2 separate regions of the Muntiacus reevesi genome follow, and region 1 is linked to region 2. A link is a contact called in public Hi-C data. All regions are on one chromosome and are shown on one strand. Each heading gives the region's core, a stretch centred on a gene start, on an enhancer-like site or on the middle of the called end of the contact. The rest is flanking DNA. Distances are from core to core; before and after follow the strand shown. Region 1 holds the start of FOSL2 (FOS like 2, AP-1 transcription factor subunit). Region 2 holds the start of RBKS (ribokinase).

Region 1 (3,655 bases), core at 475-2,974, 440 kb after region 2:
TGCGCTGCAGGCAGCGAGGGAGGTGCGAGGAGCTCAGCCAGCCTCGCCTCTCCACGCGCGTCCTTGGGGATAGAGCCGAGGACAGAATGTGTTTTATAGTTGTAAACAATGACCCCGAGTATTGTTTAGGATTACCGTATCTTGGGGCCATTGGGGCGGCCAGATGCCGCCAGCCGTCCCGGAAACGCCAGCGCTTTATATAGAGCCACGGGAAAGCTTTGAGTTCCCGGCTGGGTTCTATTTTTCTTTCCTAGCAACACCCCCACTTTACAGATACGGAGACTGAGGGCCGAAATTGTGATGTGTTACAGTGCACAACGCTTCACAGCCTTCACGCATCTTCCTGCTGGTACATTAAGAGCTGGGTACGAGATTAAGGGAAAGCGTGGAGCAGAATTCGATTTCCTTGACTCCTAGTACAGTGCTCCTCCGGATCATCATCTCTGCAGAAGGACTGAAGTTCCAGAACTGACAAGGGCCTTAGAAGGTCATGTCTCCATCGCTTCGTTTTACAGAAAGAAACTGAAGCACAGAGAGGTTAAGGGACTCGCCCAAAGTCTCACAGTTCATAAGCAGCACAGCCTGGCGTTCACACTCCAGGGCCTGTGCTCTTTACCCCGCACCTCGCCCCGCCCCGCCCACCGAGGCGGGAGAAGCTAGGAATCCGGACTACCTACTGCCTGAACTTCGCTCCAAAACAGCTGAAGACGACGTTGGGGCACGCCCTCTCTCGGGCCTCCCTCTTCCCTGTTTTGTTTTGTTTTTTTTCCTTTCAAATTCATAACAGTCGAGGTTGCTTATAATGCCCGATTACTCCTATTAGATGCGTCCTAATTGCCCAGCATAGAGAGCGGCCGGAATGTCTTGACTGGTTAATTTCGTCTTCAAGGCTACTCCTAACAAATTAATTGCAGGGCCGAAAAGGGGAGGGGGGAGGGAAGCAGTGGGCAGCCAGCCGCGGGAGGGAAAATAGGCAGGCCGGCCCCGCCCGGCGGCGTTGCGCCCCGCCAAGGCCCGGCCGCAGGGAGGCGCGGATACCCAGGGCGCCCAGGGCGCCCGCTGCTCCGGGTGGCGCCGCGAAGGGCGCCGACGACCGTGCACGGCCGCGCCCTCCCTGCGAGCGGCTCTGCGCGCCCGGCTCCCGGCCTCGCGGTGGCGCCGCACTGAACCGTCCGTCTAGCTCTTCAGGACTGTGATTATTTTCTGAAACCCGGCGCCGAGGCCCGCGCGGCGGCTCTCAGGGGCCCCGCCCCGCGCCCCTTCCCCGGGCGGTGGAGAAGGTGGGGAGACCGTGGCGTTCTCGGGAGCCGGCGAGGGAATCCCTCTCCCTCCACGTCACCCGAAAGCGAGGAAACCCGCACTCGCGTCCTCTAACGCAAATGACCATCTTTGGCAACGTGCGCCAGTGGAATAGACCAAGGGCGCGTGGCCCGGGGGGTGGGGATGGGCCAGGCTGCCTCGGCTCCCCCAAACCGCGCCAGCGGTCCGCTCCCACCCCCGCCACCGCCTTCCTTCCTCGCACGGGGTGTGCGGCTGGCGTCAGCGCGGCCAGGAGCCGGGGCAGATAGGGGAGCGCTGCGCCCGCCTCCTCCCGCGCGTCTTCCTCCTCCTCCCCCTCCTCCTCGGCCTTCTCCCCCCGCCTCCCCGCGCGCTCCTCCCTGCAAGGTGGAGTCGGGTTGACGTGAGGTACAGGGGCTGGAGAATAAAGAGTGTGGAGTTGAAATCGTGCCATTGTAGTGACTCATCTCGGGCAGAGCGCTGGGGCTCCGAGCAAACCAGCGAGCAAGCGAGCGGTGCTCGGCGGGGACCGAGAGAGGGAGAGAGAGAGGCGCGGACGGGCGAGGCGGGCCCGTCCGGGAGCGGGCGCCGGGGAAGGGGTGTAGGTCCGGGCGCCAGAGCCGCGGCACCGCGTCCCTCTCCACGCCGGCTCAGCTGGATCCTCGCGGGCCGGGCGCAGGCTGCCTTCTCCTAGTCAAGTGTCCGAGCCGCTCCAAACTCCGGCGGCGAGTCGGCCACAGGAAGTTTATTCTCAGCTCCTTTTCTAAAAGGAGGAAATAGAAGTTTCTCCAAGCGGGCTGCCTTTCTTTCTGCCTTTTTTTTTTTTTTTTTTCCTTTCTTTTCTGCCCTGACATCGGGGGTCCCCAGACCTGGCAGGCTTGACCCGCCGGGTTGACTCCCATTCTTTTTTAATTACCGATTTTTGATTGAGCCGGCGGTCCAGGCTGGGCTCCGATTGCGCGCGGGGGCGGGAGGGCGCGCGCAGGGGAGGGACCGAAGGACGCGCGGACTTTTTAGAGGGAGGGACTGGGTGGACAACTGGTCCCGCGGCGCTCGCAGAGCAGGAAAGAAGTGGTGTAGCGCTCGGCGCTCAGGGGGCCCTGTTCCCGGGGTGTCTCCGCCGAGGGGGACAAGCCCGAGGCGCGGCCAGCAGAGAGCCAGCGCACAGCAGCCGGTGCGCGGCCGCGGCGAGGGCGGGGGAAGAAAAACACCCTGTTTCCTCTCGGGCCCCCACCGCGGATCATGTACCAGGATTATCCCGGGAACTTTGACACCTCGTCCCGGGGCAGCAGCGGCTCTCCTGCGCACGCCGAGTCCTACTCCAGCGGCGGCGGCGGCCAGCAGGTAGGTGCGGGCCCCGGGTGCACCTGGCGGCGCGGGTGGACCCCCGCCTTCCTCTCGCCGCCACTGCCTCTTTTGCTTTCTTTGACCTTTCTCGGTTTGGCGAGAAAATTCCTACGGGCCACCATTATAAGTTCTGAATTCTCATCTCCTGCCCACACCTCCTTTCACCCCCTCTATCCTCGCCAACACTTTTTTTTTTTTAACTGGAGCGGCGAGTGGGCTGAAAGAGCCTACAAACCCTGTCCTTCACACTACATCGTATCCAGACAAGCTCCTGGAATTGCAGGTCCCGTTCCTAGAAGCCTGTACCTCCCTCCTCTCCCAGAAATTCATCTCCATTCCCCTCTATCTCCGTGGTGGACTGCCCCCCCCCCCCATTTTTCACGCACGGGCCCCTTCCGACATCTAGGGAACTTATTCCTGCGAAAAAGCCCTCTCCTTCCCTCACCCCGACCCCGCACCTTCTCCCGCCGTTGGTCTTAGTTAATTTCGGAAAGAGGTTGGGGACTCGGAAACTGATTGGACTCCTTCAAGTGATCCAGAGTGAGGGCGTGAGTTGTCACTCAGGGAATCAGGTGCGAAGGTCAGGAAGGAGGAGGTCAGCCTTGATTGGCTCCGGCTGCGTGCGCCTATGTACCCTGCGCCCATCCACCTCCTGTTAGGGTCGGACTAGGAGCCTAAACTGCCACCCAGGGGGCACCTTGGGGTCTGGGGAGTACCTGCGGCCAGGACGGCTGCAGAGAGAAGGGAAGCTGGAGAGACCTCCTCTAGGCTCCTGAATGGTTCAGGAAGCCGAGAAATAACTTGTTTCTAAAGCAGGCGGACTGGTTTGCACTGGAGGGGTTGTGCCTGCCATCTCTGTCTATAACTACCAGAAAGGTGCTGCTAGGTTGGTGGTGCTGGTGGGGTGCCTGCCCTCTGCAACAGCCACCCCCCCACCCCACCCACCCTCCCAGAAGCTTGTGAGGGAACTGACTTAACAAACAAGGCTGCTAGAGCCTGAAACCCGTCTTGGTCAGGATCTGAGTCTCTA
Region 2 (3,234 bases), core at 81-2,580:
CAGGTGGTTTAGTGCAGGGATTTGGTGACTAATTTTGCTGGTCCCAAGGTCTTTTTATTTATTTCCAGGTTCTCAGCTGTCCTTTGAAAAGGCAAGGTGGCAGGACAGATAAGGTCTTACTGTAGTGTGATCATCTTTTATTTTTATAATATAAAAATAGCAGTATATCTGAAAAGCCACTCACCAAAAAATTAAACTCAAGCAATCTAAATCTACACCTTTCTTGGAACATGTTTTTTTTTTTTTTCCCTTTAAAATAAATAAACATTACTTTTACAATCAAAAAGGCGATTTCACTTAAAAAAAAGATACCTTGGAAAGATCTCTCCATCCAATCTCACTGCCCTAACTCAACTATTTTCATCTAGCATATTTTGTTTATTCAATCACTTTTTAAAATGGTTGTATATACTGGGTTTTTAACTTGATTCACATTTGGTTTGCCGTAGGTAACCTATGGTTACTCTAATACTGAAAAATAAGCTGTAAATATGAAATGCAAGAAAGCTGACAATCAGTATGGTCAAAGATGACCGCCTAAAATTTTGGCTTCGGCTCCACCCATTTTCTACACATTCACACGTATAATACCCAACCTGGATAGTGTTACAGCTCAAAACACTTTCCTCCATTTAGTGTTGAAAACAACCCTGTTAAGTGGGCACATTCTCAGAGGTAAAATGACTCGGCTAAAGTCACTCGGCTAGCCAGGGAACAGGTTTAGCATCCTAGTCAAGAAAACAGGAGCAGGTATTTGGAGGCGCTGCTAGTTAAAGGAGAGCTTTCACTACACGCTGGCTTTTATGTTCACTCATCTGACAATGACCTTTACAAACTCAAACCTGCCTCTTCTACCCTATCGAGGCACGCGCAGCGGGCTGGGGAAATCTGTGGGTTAGTCGCCCAGTTGTGTCCGAGTCTTTGTGACCCCATAGTCCGTAGCTCGCCAGGCTCCTCTGTCTATGCAATTCTCCAGGCAAGAATACTGGAGGGGGTAACCATTCCCTTCTCCTGGGGATCTTCCCGATCCAGGGATCGAATCCGGGTCTCCCGCACTGCGGGCAGATTCTTTACAGACTGAGTAGCTCACATCCAGACTCAACACTCCATCCCCAAAGCCCTAGGGCCAAGGCAGAGAGAAGAGAGCACAGTCCGCCCTCGCTGGAGGCGCAGCCTCTGCACGCTGGCCCCGAACTAACCTGACCAGGTCGGTCATGCAGGAGCCCACCACCACCACCGCTGCCTCCGCCACCTCCTCCTGCCACTGCCTCCCAGGGTCCCCAGACGCGGCCATTGCTCAGAGTCCGCAGTGTCCAACCTGGAGGCTGCCCTTTAACCTTTGCCCCACCCCGTAACCAGAGACGCTGCTCCCACGTTCCCTAACGACGCGGGCCTTCCGGACGCCCGGGTAGGTCGCCCACCTGGATGCCCGAAACAACCCCATTCGCCAACTGTCCCTAGTTCCTCCAGGAATTGTCTTCCTGCACAGCCTCTCGTAGCAGAGGCATCCTACGAGTTCCAGACTCCGCGCAGCTCGCCGCGCACGAGGTAGGCGCGGAGGCAGGAACTTTCAGGCACTCGGGGGACGCCCTTCCGAGCGCCCGGCCTGGTGCGGCCGGGGACGCGCACGCCGCCCGGCTCCAGGGCCGCCGAGGGGGCGGGGCGGGGCGGGACGTCCGGGGACGCGCACGCATCCGGCCCGCGGTGCGCGCGCAGGTTGGTGCGTCGGTCGGGGGCGCGCTCGGGTAACCTGTACCCCACGTAGTCGCCGGTTACCGATCCGACTTAAGTTCCAGGTACCTGGACTGGGGCTGGTGCGGGGAGGTTGGATCCCGAGTTGCACAGGTGGCGCTGAGGACCGTGGTTTTACATATGCCCAGGGCTCGCCTTCTCTTCCTATAGAGAAGGCCCCTGTCCCAAAGATGCCCTACTCATTCCCGTCACGCTGGTCCCCTCAAGAACGAGCCCCCAAGGCCAGAGGCTGCTGTCTCTCCACACCTAGCCCGCCCCCGGTCCCTGATTAAGCTTAAGACTCTTTGCTTTTTCCTTGCTGATTAGGGGATCATACAGTTTGGGAGAAGGTGTCCCCTTTTAGAGCGGGGTGGTCATTCTTTGGGTTCGAGCTGATTGTTTTTCTTGAATGCTGCCCCTTGGAGAAATTACTTCCCTTGTGTACTTCCCTCGTGCGCCGTATGACGTCGACGTGACGCAGCAGGACGCCACCCCTTTCCGTTCCATGACGTAAGCTGGGCACGTGTTTCCGTGTTTGTCATCCCATCTTAATTGCGAGAAGGTAGATGGTGCTTTAGACGTGTTTGTATTCCCCAGACTGCCCATCAAAATACCTCATGTGACCCTATCTTGAGGCAGTAAAGCTCTGTAAATTGTAAAGCTCTGTAAATTGTATTTCTGCATTTCCTTCTGTATATTACACGTCAAAATCAGGAAATAGAAATTTCGCAACTAGCTTTCAAGGGAAACGGGCCACAGTAAAATTTTGCCTATCTGGGATTGATTATTGTGCTTTTTTTGGTGTAAAAAATACTACTGGAAGATAATCCCCCATCTGTGTACCCCTCTCAGAAGCCAAAGAACTGTCATTTTTAGCTATTCTGTGACCTCCGAATTTGGAGTCAGGTCCCCCCCCCCCCGCCTTGTCTAGAGAAGTCACAGCAGCTGTGCTTGTAACATTTTAATGCTGCATAAAATCTTGCACTGTCAAAAGATAGTATTATGGCTGTTCAGGAAACAAAGACAAATTCATTCCTTCAGGTGTCATTCTAAGGTCATGACAGTTGCTGAATTGGATGGGGTGTTGTCACCTTAAGTATAGTTTGGTTTCTGGAGCAGGTTTGTTCCCCCTAGCATTTTACCTAGTGAATCACTTAGGCCAGCTTCAGCAGCAGGCCAACATTAGTCTAATTTGTTTCTAGCTGTCAAGCAACGGTTAGTCTAAATTCATGACTTTTTTGTTCATTTTACTAGATGTATGCTTTAAAAAAAACAAACTCACTTTGATGCTTTTCTCTTTGGTGTTTATTTGAGAAGATAGGTATAGTGGACTTTGAGGGAGATCTGGATTTGAATTCCAATGCTTCTGCTTGCTCGGCTTGTGACTTTGAGTAAGTTACTTAGTCTTGCTCAACATTAGTTTTCTTATCTTTGAAATAGGAACAATTAAACAGAGGACAATTAAACAGAGGACAATTAAACAGAGGACGAGGTAGTTGTTGA

The links. A called contact is a pair of places that touch in the nucleus more often than the background predicts.
Region 1: a contact with region 2 is called in a Hi-C map of muscle, with 7 times the contacts expected there. The contact joins the promoter of FOSL2 here to the promoter of RBKS in region 2. A contact is called at or near these places in 2 of 3 Hi-C or Micro-C datasets (blood and muscle).

The regions. Positions count from the first base shown.
Region 1 is chr3:33,861,834-33,865,488 of mMunRee1.1, forward strand. FOSL2 (FOS like 2, AP-1 transcription factor subunit) reads left to right here and starts at 1,725. Exons shown (of 4, transcript XM_065928910.1): 1 at 1,725-2,622. The coding sequence starts at 2,521.
Region 2 is chr3:33,419,541-33,422,774 of mMunRee1.1, forward strand. RBKS (ribokinase) reads right to left here and starts at 1,331. Exons shown (of 8, transcript XM_065927228.1): 1 at 1,200-1,331. The coding sequence starts at 1,294. BABAM2 (BRISC and BRCA1 A complex member 2) reads left to right here and starts at 1,671. Exons shown (of 12, transcript XM_065927231.1): 1 at 1,671-1,796.